2 separate regions of the Oncorhynchus mykiss genome follow, and region 2 is linked to region 1. A link is a contact called in public Hi-C data. All regions are on one chromosome and are shown on one strand. Each heading gives the region's core, a stretch centred on a gene start, on an enhancer-like site or on the middle of the called end of the contact. The rest is flanking DNA. Distances are from core to core; before and after follow the strand shown.

Region 1 (5,434 bases), core at 2,224-4,723:
TCGAGGCAGAGAGGCTGAGCTCAGATTCTCAGTAAGTGCTCACTTAGAACTTGGCACTGTCTCCTCACAAGAGTGTTTTGTGAAATTGGTCAAACCACCGTACCATCTATTGTGACAATTTTTATGCTATATTGAGTTTAATAAAAAGTCTTCAAACACAAGAAAATTTCAGAATGACAGAAGACAAGTAGAACCTGTTAAAAGAGTTGGCACAGTTACATTGGGTCATCATTTATTATTCTGCAATAAAAACTATTACCACAAATATGAGTAATAAGCCAAACAGGGGAGTTGTGTAAACACATTATTGCTGCAAATTAAACTCTGATTAACATAGAGGCAGAAAACAACAAGCTTTAACCCAGCATCATCCTTGGGGATCCAATGCATGCGGGAGTACTGCACTCTGCTCAATTAGTAAAGATACCAAAACACAGGCCAGCAAATGAGCAGAGACCAACACAGCCCAGCTGGTGTTGCTGTTTGATGGCTTAACACTGCTAACACTGCTCTCCCTGTCCAACCCAGAGATGAGATCAGGGAGGGAGGGAGGGAGGAGGTGGAGAGAGAGCTCTGATGAAGGAATCAGAGCACAACATATCCTTGGAACTGAAAGGGGGGTCTGTGCCTTTAAGAACAAATGCTGACTGGTTGCCTCTCTGCTCTCCCTCTCTCTCCCCCTCCTTCCTTTCCTTTCCCTCTCTCAGAACTAGCCTCCTCGCTCCCGCCCTCCCTCTTTCTTTGGTCTGAGTGAAAGTGAAAAGCTGCAGCTCCTTATCAGAGTGTTTACAGCCAGGAGTTTGTAGGCTATTAGGCAGGTCAGGTGACAGGGAGGCTGTGCTGCACCATGACCCAGACATCTCAGGGTGAAGGTTGCCTCAGGGAGGGGTGGGGGGGGTGACAGGGTTTACTGGTGGGAGGGGCCAGAGCCAGCCAGGCCAGAGGTAGATCAGTGGCAGACACACAGCCCAGCTAGTTTATTTGGTTCCATGGAAGTTGTGGGAACGTATGTTTTTGGTTCCATATAGGTTGTGGGCCAAAGCTATATGTTTCCTGACTTGTAAAACTGAAGTGAACATTTCGCCTGTTCTGGGAACGTTTATTTTTAGGTTGCAGGGAGGTTCTGAGAACATTTTACTCTGGTTTCTTTAAAGTTTCTTGGGAGGTTTAATTAACGCTCTGAGAACAGAAATTATAGGTTTTGGAATCACTTAAAACTTTCACTGAATGTTTCATTAAGACTTTTAATAACACTGTCAGCTTATTTTGTTTTAATTTTTTTTAAACTCAAAATACAGATAGGACGAATGGAAATTAATTTCCTCAGGCATTAATCATGTAAACATATTTATTTTTGTTTGTGACAAGGCATCAGTGAGAATTGAACATATAATATTTTGCTCTCGATCGATGGAATTAGTCCAATTCATCACCAGGATGAAGCTAGCATGACATGTTTTTTGCGCATACAAAGCTGTTCATTTTAGTCTCTTCAAACAGACCCCATTTCAAAGGAATCAAGCACTCATTAAGAGGCCAACACGTGAACAAACGCAACAAGATAAAGGATAGAGCGAGTTATGTTGATGCTGAGAATGGAATGAATATGTTTTTAAATAACATTCTTAGAACATTCTCTTAACGTTACTAAAGTTTTTAACATTCTCAGAACAATTTGAGAACATTACTTTAAATAGAACCATGAGGAAACTAGTTTCCTAACCAGCTGACGAACGTTCCTAGAACATTACAAAATTGAAATGAAATGTAACCACATTTGAACTTTTAGCAAATGTTCTGTTAAGGTAATGAAATAAAGTTTCATTAAAATAAAGTTTTTTTGTCAACTTCCGTAAATGTGCTGAGAATGTTCCAACGCCAAGCAACTGTCCTGCTCCATTCCCAGAAAGTTGTGGGAAGGTTGTATGCAAACTAACCATAGGTTAACCACGCTCTCATAAAGCTCTAAGAAACATATGGTTCTCAGAGCATTATGTGCTAGCTGGGATGGTTCTCATAGCATTATGTGCTAGCTGGGATGGTTCTCAGAGCATTATGTGCTAGCTGGGATGGTTCTCATAGCATTATGTGCTAGCTGGGATGGTTCTCAGAGCATTATGTGCTAGCTGGGATGGTTCTCAGAGCATTATGTGCTAGCTGGGATGGTTCTCATAGCATTATGTGCTAGCTAGGATGGTTCTCAGAGCATTATGTGCTAGCTGGGATGGTTCTCAGAGCATTATGTGCTAGCTGGGATGGTTCTCATAGCATTATGTGCTAGCTGGGATGGTTCTCAGAGCATTATGTGCTAGCTGGGATGGTTCTCAGAGCATTATGTGCTAGCTGGGATGGTTCTCAGAGCATTATGTGCTAGCTGGGATGGTTCTCAGAGCATTATGTGCTAACTGGGATGGTTCTCAGAGCATTATGTGCTAGCTGGGATGGTTCTCAGAGCATTATGTGCTAGCTGGGATGGTTCTCAGAGCATTATGTGCTAGCTGGGAGCTCACAGCTGAGGACAGAAATAATTTCCAGCACTAGCTCAGCTATCAGGCTTCCCTCTCTTCTCGCCCTCTCTGTCATCTTCCTTTTTCTGTTCACCTCAGGAACAGCCATATTTATTCAATCTAAACAAATACAGCAGATTTTTTTACCTTTATTTAACTAGGCAAATCAGTTAAGAACAAAATGTTTATTTACAATGATGGCCTACCGGGAAACAGTGAGTTACCTGCCTTGTTCAGGGGCAGATTGACCAGCACAGAAAGGGGCAGGGGCAAATTGACCTGAGATTGACTAGCACAGAAAGGATTTCAGCTTTAGGCCTGTCATATTGAGAGTCAAATGTGGACAAAATCCTAAATAAAAGATGTTAATAATTAAGAAGAAAATAAACTAAGCTAACAAGCTTGAAAAGTCTTGTAAAAAAAAGTATTCAGCTAAGAATGTATAGCAAAATGAAAGCAATTACTGATAATGTAACACAACACACACACACACACACACACACACACACACACACACACACACACACACACACACACACACACACACACACACACACACACACACACACACACACACACACACACACACAGGCCATAGAGAAGACCCTGTCTGTCTGCTCTGCTCACACACAGAAAGGCTGAGGAGGGTCTTCTGCAGTGCTGAGTCCCTGCATTCAGTATATCGTACAGCAAAATAATGATTTTACCTGCATATGGAGCCAATTGCTTCCCATAATATTTCCAAACTGTTTGCATTGTAACATAGGCTGACAGTAGCAGAGGATTTATTTTTATGATCATAATTGTATTTGATGACAAGCTTTGCTCCTCCCTGCCACTAAAGAGGTCTAATAGAACAGCCAATTCGCTTAATAGTGACCTGGCAGGCTTGTTGAGACCTATGGCAGGGGCCAGGGAGGGGCTGCCTCCTCTGATGGGACAACTCCTCCTTGGCCTCTGCCATGGGTCCCAACCAGCCTGCCAGGTCACCCCACTCTGAGCCAAGTAGCAGAGGATGCAGAGAGTGGCCCTGTCTGATGGCTGCTGGCTCTAGCCCTGAGAGGCACCCTGCCTGCCTGTCTGTGCATCAGCTGGTGCCCAGCTTTCCCCTCTAACTACCAGGCTACACCCTTTTATTAAACACTGTACATTAACACATCTCTGAGGCTGGCGTTCGAAATCCATGCTCATTTAAAATGATTTACACTGTCAGGACTTGGCTCCAGTTCATTTCTCTCTTTCTACTTTCTTCTCTCTCGCTTGCCCTCTCTCGCTAACTATCTGTCTCTCTCGCTCTCCCGGGGTGGCAGGTAGCTTAGTGGTTAAGATCACTGGGCCAGTAATCTGAAATGTTTCTGGTTCAAATCCCTGAGCTGGCAAGGTGCTAAAATCTGCTGTTCTGCCCTTGAGCAAGGCAGTTAATCCCCATTCAGACAATCCCCCGCACCACTCTGATTCAGAGGGGTTGGGTTACATGCACAAGACACTATTCAGTTGAATGCATTCAGTTGTACAACCGACTAGGTATCCCCTCACTCTCTCAAGACCAACTTCTACAGTGCTGTGTGACTCAGTAAAGTGGTTGTTCAAAAGATCCTCCACTGAGTCAACAGTTGTTCACTACGCCACAGCATCTGTGTAGACTTCCTCCACTGACATGACACTGATGCAAAAGGAACCGTTGATAAAACACTAGCGAGAATGTGAGTGCAGTGCAGTACCTCTCTCCTGTACGAAGTAGGCCAGGTAGAGGTCCAGCTCCTTGACCGAGACACTGATGTGGTGTGGCTGGACACAGAGGATGGGGTTGTTGCACGGCCCAGCCTTGACCAGGCGCTCTCCGTCCGTGCTCTCCAGCGGGATGCCCTTGAACAGGATGACCATGACCAGGTCCAGCCTCCATACCTTGTCGGCCTGACGCAGGCAGTCGATCCTCCTCATCTTGCCCTTCTGGTCAGGGTTAGAGAGGACACAGCAGGGGGGCTTCTTCCCCGTGATGGACAGCACAAAGTCCTCGCGGCACTCAGGCCGGATGTCCTTGCGCAGTTTGGCCAGCAGACGCGACGCCCACTTCTGCTTGACCTCGGGCTTCTCTCCCAGCAGCTCGTCCTTCACTGCCCGCTCTTCGTCCTTAGTCATCCTTTTCTCGTGCTTCTTGAAGTACTTGCGTTTGCGCGCCTGCAGGTTGAACCAGGTGTAGGCGAAGGCACGCACATGCGGCAGAAGGGCCTCGATGAACGGATGAAACTCATCCTGGATAAGTGGACAAGAAGAAAGGGGTAAGTACTACTTTCTACATAAATGTACCAGAAGCGACCATGCTGTATGAACCGTAACCTATAACAGTGTATACAGTACATGTGTATGGAACCAATTACTGTAAATAAAGAAAAGTGCAACCATAGTGGTTATTTGTCTCCATGCTCAGTGGAACACCACCACCAACAGTAATCATTTATTCAATTATGTTTTGTTGATTATTTGCCTTCTTTTGGTCAGATTTTCAACAAACAAAATATACATCTGCATGACTTTGGGGCACCTCACAAGCCACAGTTGCTTTGCTGTTTAGCCCACAACGATTGAGCAATGTTCTCTTGGTATCTCTAATTACTTCCATATTTTCACTGAGCAAAAATCCCATATGCACCAGCCTGCCCTATAAAAGGCATTCAGAGATCATTTGCACATATAATTTGCAAAACGATATAGTCTAATATATAGGCATGGTGCCTACGTTCATGTGTTTGCATGTCTGCAGGTTTAGCCAAACAATGTATAGACTAAGGTTTGTTTATGAGCACATCATAGGCTATAAATGCATGCATATGTATGTATGTGTTTGTTCTTGCTCATGAAGGCCCATTAATTGAGTGATTGTGTGCAAAGGGGTAATCCATCCAAATGTAATACAATGTCATTTGCAC
Region 2 (5,771 bases), core at 1,523-4,022, 41 kb before region 1:
CACACGCACACACTGCTCATGCAGGGTAAAACAAAACACACACACACTGCTCATGGTGCAGCACACAGTATGACCAAAGACAGTAAGGAACACAAACGCTGACTCTGCCATGATTTGCAGTCAAATGAATGACCCCTCTCTGAGTTCCCTCTTGGTACTTGTTACCACATAGGAAGTCAAACGAGAAACACTGGAAGAGTTATTTTGTAAGAGGCAGAAAGTGATCATTGAACTTCTAGACTGAAAGAAGCCATGGACTCTCCCGACTACAATTAGTGCTGTCAGCGTGAGTCGTGCCACGGGAGGTCAGGGGATTTTTATTCCAACAGGGAAAGCTATTAAACAACTATAGTGACTCGTCGTGGGCATTAATAGCTCCAGAGAAGGCCTCGCTTGTGTTGTGCGTAAAGAATTATAAAACTTTATTTTTCTTGCTTTTCCACAAACCACAATATAAAAAACCAGATGTGAACGCTGTGTTCTTTTCAAGTTATTTTTGGAAGGATTTCATAGACATATTAAAATATATATTTATATGTAAGGTTTTAAACCACCCACCATCCCGTTTGGATCGGCTATAAAGATTTCTCCCTGCAATTTGAGCGCAACATGTCATTTGCGTGGACACGTGGAGCGGTGTGCACACAACCTCGCACATGAAATAATGAATGATAAAACACACGCACATCTTTACAATTAACCACAATCTGAATGTCTTACATCATTTTCTTTCCATCCTATGAGAGTCTTTGGTATGTGGCTAAAGTAGGAGAACAGCATGATGGGGGCTTTCAGCCAAGCTTTTTTTTCTCCATAGTTCATGTATTTAACCCTTTATTTGACTAATCTGATTTGGTCACCTGATAACATACAGATAACATTAATTTGTCACCTGATAACATACAGATAACATTAATTTGATCACTCTTTTGTTGCTGAGAATATTCATGCACAGCAGAAAATGCAAATTTGTAGTGTATTTGTAGTGCCTGTTTGTGTTGGAGACAGCTCCAGGAGTCTTCCCACCACCAGGACTCTAAATAGAAAGGAATTACCACCATGCAGGCAGGCTGTCCTTCGCACTCCCTCTGTCTTCCATTCACAGCAGATTCCATTTCAAATAGGCTTTTCTGGCTTGGCAACAATAGAGTATATCTATAGCATCATTTCACTGTGGTTAGAAGCCACCGGCTAGCTCGCTGACCCCTTTCTCTACACCCTCTGTCTCTAGTTTTAAGTGGACATTACTGGAATGACAATAACGGGAGCCAGACAGCTGAATTGATGGCAAACAATAACATATATCAGACCACAATGGTACGCCCTAGGAACAACTTCATGGACAGACCCCCCAAGGATGTTAATGTCTCACTTCACTGCTCTCTGTTTGCCCAGCTAAGTTTTTACACAGAGGGCCAATGCCTTGTTATTCTGTGTGGTCAATAATCACTTCTCACATACTGTTCACCAAGCCAGTTAGTTATACTAGTATAATATATCATTACCATTTTAAAAAACTTTCCCAGGTTGCCCTGGCCTGGGTGTGTGTCCATCTGTAACCACAGGGGGCAGTGTGGAGGTCAGTAGTTTCACAGGGCTCTGATGCAGAATTCACTACTGATACAGCATGCTTTGGCTTAGATGACCCAGCCACAACCACTACTATAGTACGGTGAGTGTAGAAATGTACAGCTGTCACATACACACAGGATGAGTCTGATGAGTGTTTCTGCTAACCAGCAATGGATCTTAGGCTAAACTGCATCTACTGTAATACATTAAATTAAAGCACTAGTGTAATCAGCAATGACTGTTTATATGAATGGACAAAGCCATTAATCATATGACACCATTCACTTCCTGGTTACTCCAGGAAGTGAGGTTGCAGGCTAGATCAGTGCTGCCCCCTTTCATTGAGTAACTCAAGTTAAAAGGCCGACCGGGATACTGTAGGCTGCCATTAGCAACTAATTTATCCTTATAACGTCATCTGTGTACAATTAGAAAAATAATCAGTTCAAGGACATACATCTGGTCGATTAAAAGCAATTATTGGTACCATGATTGTCTTCTAAACATATTTCTATTCACATGAAGAATGACCACGAAAACTGCTATTTTCCCATTCATTTTAATGGGGATCCTGTTTTCTGCTAACAAGCCTGTCAGATTTGAACTTCCATGGCTTCAATGAGAAGGTGCAGTTTTTCACCCCTGGTAATCAGTCACTACAGGACATTTAATTGGCAGATGCAGATGCTGTCATCCATCCTATTGGTGCAGCATTGAAGTGAGCCAATGAAGTCAGGGAGGCTGATGAGAGCCAGACATAGGTGGTCTGACACTCTGGAATCTTTACGCCACATGTTAGGGGTGAGCCAGCAGCGACCAGAAAGAAAAAGGGAGGTCGTTAAACGACCAGAGTGGTTTTTGTAAGATTGTTTGTGTTCTTTTGACGAGCACCAATCTGTGAGCTGTCAAAGTGCAGTCTGGGAACAAAGAGGAGAGACACAGAGACAGAGAGATTTCTGTAGGTCTCATGTTTAGTATAGATACAGATTCTGCTCAGTCTAATATGCTGTTGAAGATACTTCTTCAAACTGGAACATTTGCTGAAAGTACTGCCTTGGAAGTGAAGCTTCACTTAACATTCTCTCTGTTCACACCACTAATCTCAGCACTCCTATCAAACTTGCAGCGCGTGCCACAAGTGTCGAGAGAGAGAGCAGAGGATCAACATAGGAGGTCATCTGAGGCAACCCTCCTCCCACAGATAGCTGGGTGTCTGCCTGGTGCCTGCCTGGGTGATATGATGTGTTGTATGGATGGATGGCAGCTCCAGTTGATGGACTGTGGCTTGGCACTGGTGCCTAAAGGCTTAACCTCAACTACAAGGCAAAATGAATCCCTCTGGAGGGAAAATTGTCTTGTGAAAAGGGGATATGAGAGGCCTGGGGTCTGGAACTGGGACTGACTCATATCTTGGGTATGGTGGATATAGACTTTGAGAGGTAGACCTACTGAGCACATTATAGCTAAATAATTCAGCAAAAAGCACATAAGTCTGGATTGAATCAATTCAATAAAGCGGTCGGAGAATGGGGTGACCGAGTATATTTCATAGAAATACTGTATCTGCATGACGCACTCTCAAAGCCGTGGCTTTGCGATTCTTAGATACCACCCCAAGACATGAGTTACACGACAACAGTTATCTAGCTACCTTTCCCCCTGAAGTAGTGTTCCCACCCCTGAAGTAGTGTTCCCACCCCTGACGTAGTGTTCCCACCCCTGACGTAGTGTTCCCACCCCTGACGTAGTGTTCCCACCCCTGACGTAGTGTTCCCACCCCTGAAGTAGTGTTCCCACCCCTGACGTAGTGTTCCCACCCCTGACGTAGTGTTCCCACCCCTGACGTAGTGTTCCCACCCCTGACGTAGTGTTCCCACCCCTGAAGTAGTGTTCCCACCCCTGACGTAGTGTTCCCACCCCTGACGTAGTGTTCCCACCCCTGACGTAGTGTTCCCACCCCTGAAGTAGTGTTCCCACCCCTGACGTAGTGTTCCCACCCCTGACGTAGTGTTCCCACCCCTGAAGTAGTGTTCCACCCCTGAAGTAGTGTTCCACCCCTGAGGTAGTGTTCCCAACCCTGAAGTAGTGTTCCACCCCTGAAGTAGTGTTCCACCCCTGAAGTAGTGTTCCACCCCCGAAGTAGTGTTCCACCCCTGACGTAGTGTTCCCACCCCTGACGTAGTGTTCCCACCCCTGAACATAGTGTTCCCACCCCCGAAGTAGTGTTCCACCCCCAAAGTAGTGTTCCCACCCCTGACGTAGTGTTCCACCCCTGAACATAGTGTTCCCACCCCCGAAGTAGTGTTCCACCCCCAAAGTAGTGTTCCCACCCCTGACGTAGTGTTCCCACCCCTGACGTAGTGTTCCCACCCCTGAGGTAGTGTTCCCTCCCCTGAGGTAGTGTTCCCACCCCTGACGTAGTGTTCCACCCCTGAAGTAGTGTTCCACCCCTGAGGTAGTGTTCCCACCCCTGAGGTAGTGTTCCCACCCCTGACGTAGTGTTCCCACCCCTGAGGTAGTGTTCCCACCCCTGAGGTAGTGTTCCCACCCCTGAGGTAGTGTTCCCACCCCTGACGTAGTGTTCCCACCCCTGAGGTAGTGTTCCCACCCCTGAAGTAGTGTTCCCCCCCTGACGTAGTGTCCCCACCCCTGACGTAGTGTCCCCACCCCTGACGTAGTGTTCCCACCCCTGACGTAGTGTCCCCACCCCTGACGTAGTGTTCCCACCCCTGAAGTAGTGTTCCCACCCCTGACGTAGTGTCCCCACCCCTGACGTAGTGTTCCCACCCCTGACGTAGTGTTCCCACCCCTGACGTAGTGTCCCCACCCCTGACGTAGTGTTCCCACCCCTGAAGTAGTGTTCCCACCCCTGAAGTAGTGTTCTCACCCCTGACGTAGTGTTCCCACCCCTGACGTAGTGTTCCCACCCCTGACGTAGTGTTCCCACCCCTGAAGTAGTGTTCCCACCCCTGAAGTAGTGTTCCACCCCTGAAGTAGTGTTCCACCCCTGAAGTAGTGTTCCACCCCTGAAGTAGTGTTCCACCCCCGAAGTAGTGTTCCACCCCCGAAGTAGTGTTCCCACCCCTGAAGTAGTGTTCCACCCCTGAAGTAGTGTTCCACCCCTGAAGTAGTGTTCCACCCCTGAAGTAGTGTTCCACCCCTGAAGTAGTGTTCCACCCCCGAAGTAGTGTTCCCACCCCTGAAGTAGTGTTCTCACCCCTGACGTAGTGTTCTCACCCCTGACGTAGTGTTCCACCCCCGAAGTAGTGTTCCACCCCTGAAGTAGTGTTCCACCCCCGAAGTAGTGTTCCCACCCCTGAAGTAGTGTTCCACCCCCGAAGTAGTGTTCCCACCCCTGAAGTAGTGTTCTCACCCCTGACGTAGTGTTCTCACCCCTGACGTAGTGTTCCACCCCCGAAGTAGTGTTCCACCCCTGAAGTAGTGTTCCACCCCCGAAGTAGTGTTCCACCCCTGAAGTAGTGTTCCACCCCCGAAGTAGTGTTCCCACCCCTGAAGTAGTGTTCTCACCCCTGACGTAGTGTTCCCACCCCTGACGTAGTGTTCCCACCCCTGACGTAGTGTTCCCACCCCTGAAGTAGTGTTCCACCCCTGAAGTAGTGTTCCACCCCCGAAGTAGTGTTCCACCCCCGAAGTAGTGTTCCACCCCCGAAGTAGTGTTCCACCCCCGAAGTAGTGTTCCACCCCCGAAGTAGTGTTCCACCCCCGAAGTAGTGTTCCACCCCTGAAGTAGTGTTCCCACCCCTGAAGTAGTGTTCCACCCCTGAAGTAGTGTTCCCACCCCTGAAGTAGTGTTCCCACCCCTGAAGTAGTGTTCCCACCCCTGACGTAGTGTCCCCACCCCTGACGTAGTGTCCCCACCCCTGACGTAGTGTTCCCACCCCTGACGTAGTGTCCCCACCCCTGACGTAGTGTTCCCACCCCTGAAGTAGTGTTCCCACCCCTGACGTAGTGTCCCCACCCCTGACGTAGTGTTCCCACCCCTGACGTAGTGTTCCCACCCCTGACGTAGTGTCCCCACCCCTGACGTAGTGTTCCCACCCCTGAAGTAGTGTTCCCACCCCTGAAGTAGTGTTCTCACCCCTGACGTAGTGTTCCCACCCCTGACGTAGTGTTCCCACCCCTGACGTAGTGTTCCCACCCCTGAAGTAGTGTTCCCACCCCTGAAGTAGTGTTCCACC

The links. Hi-C and Micro-C count contacts between places; a contact is called where the count stands out from the background.
Region 2: a contact with region 1 is called in a Hi-C map of blood, with 1.9 times the contacts expected there. The contact joins two enhancer-like sites. A contact is called at or near these places in 3 of 3 Hi-C or Micro-C datasets (blood and liver).

What each region holds. Positions count from the first base shown.
Region 1 is chr30:20,404,235-20,409,668 of USDA_OmykA_1.1, reverse strand. LOC110521516 (nuclear factor 1 C-type) reads right to left here. Exons shown (of 11, transcript XM_036968482.1): 2 at 4,229-4,760. Among protein-coding and RNA genes, the nearest start is that of LOC118945756, 38 kb to the right of the region's middle. Within about 2 kb of position 3,473, at least 3 of the 11 cell types and tissues checked have an H3K27ac peak or open chromatin away from gene starts, as enhancers often do. A contact at or near this core is called in liver, where this site is marked.
Region 2 is chr30:20,444,127-20,449,897 of USDA_OmykA_1.1, reverse strand. All of the region lies in intron 2 of LOC110521516 (nuclear factor 1 C-type), which reads right to left. Among protein-coding and RNA genes, the nearest start is that of LOC118945756, 78 kb to the right of the region's middle. Within about 2 kb of position 2,772, at least 5 of the 11 cell types and tissues checked have an H3K27ac peak or open chromatin away from gene starts, as enhancers often do. A contact at or near this core is called in liver, where this site is marked.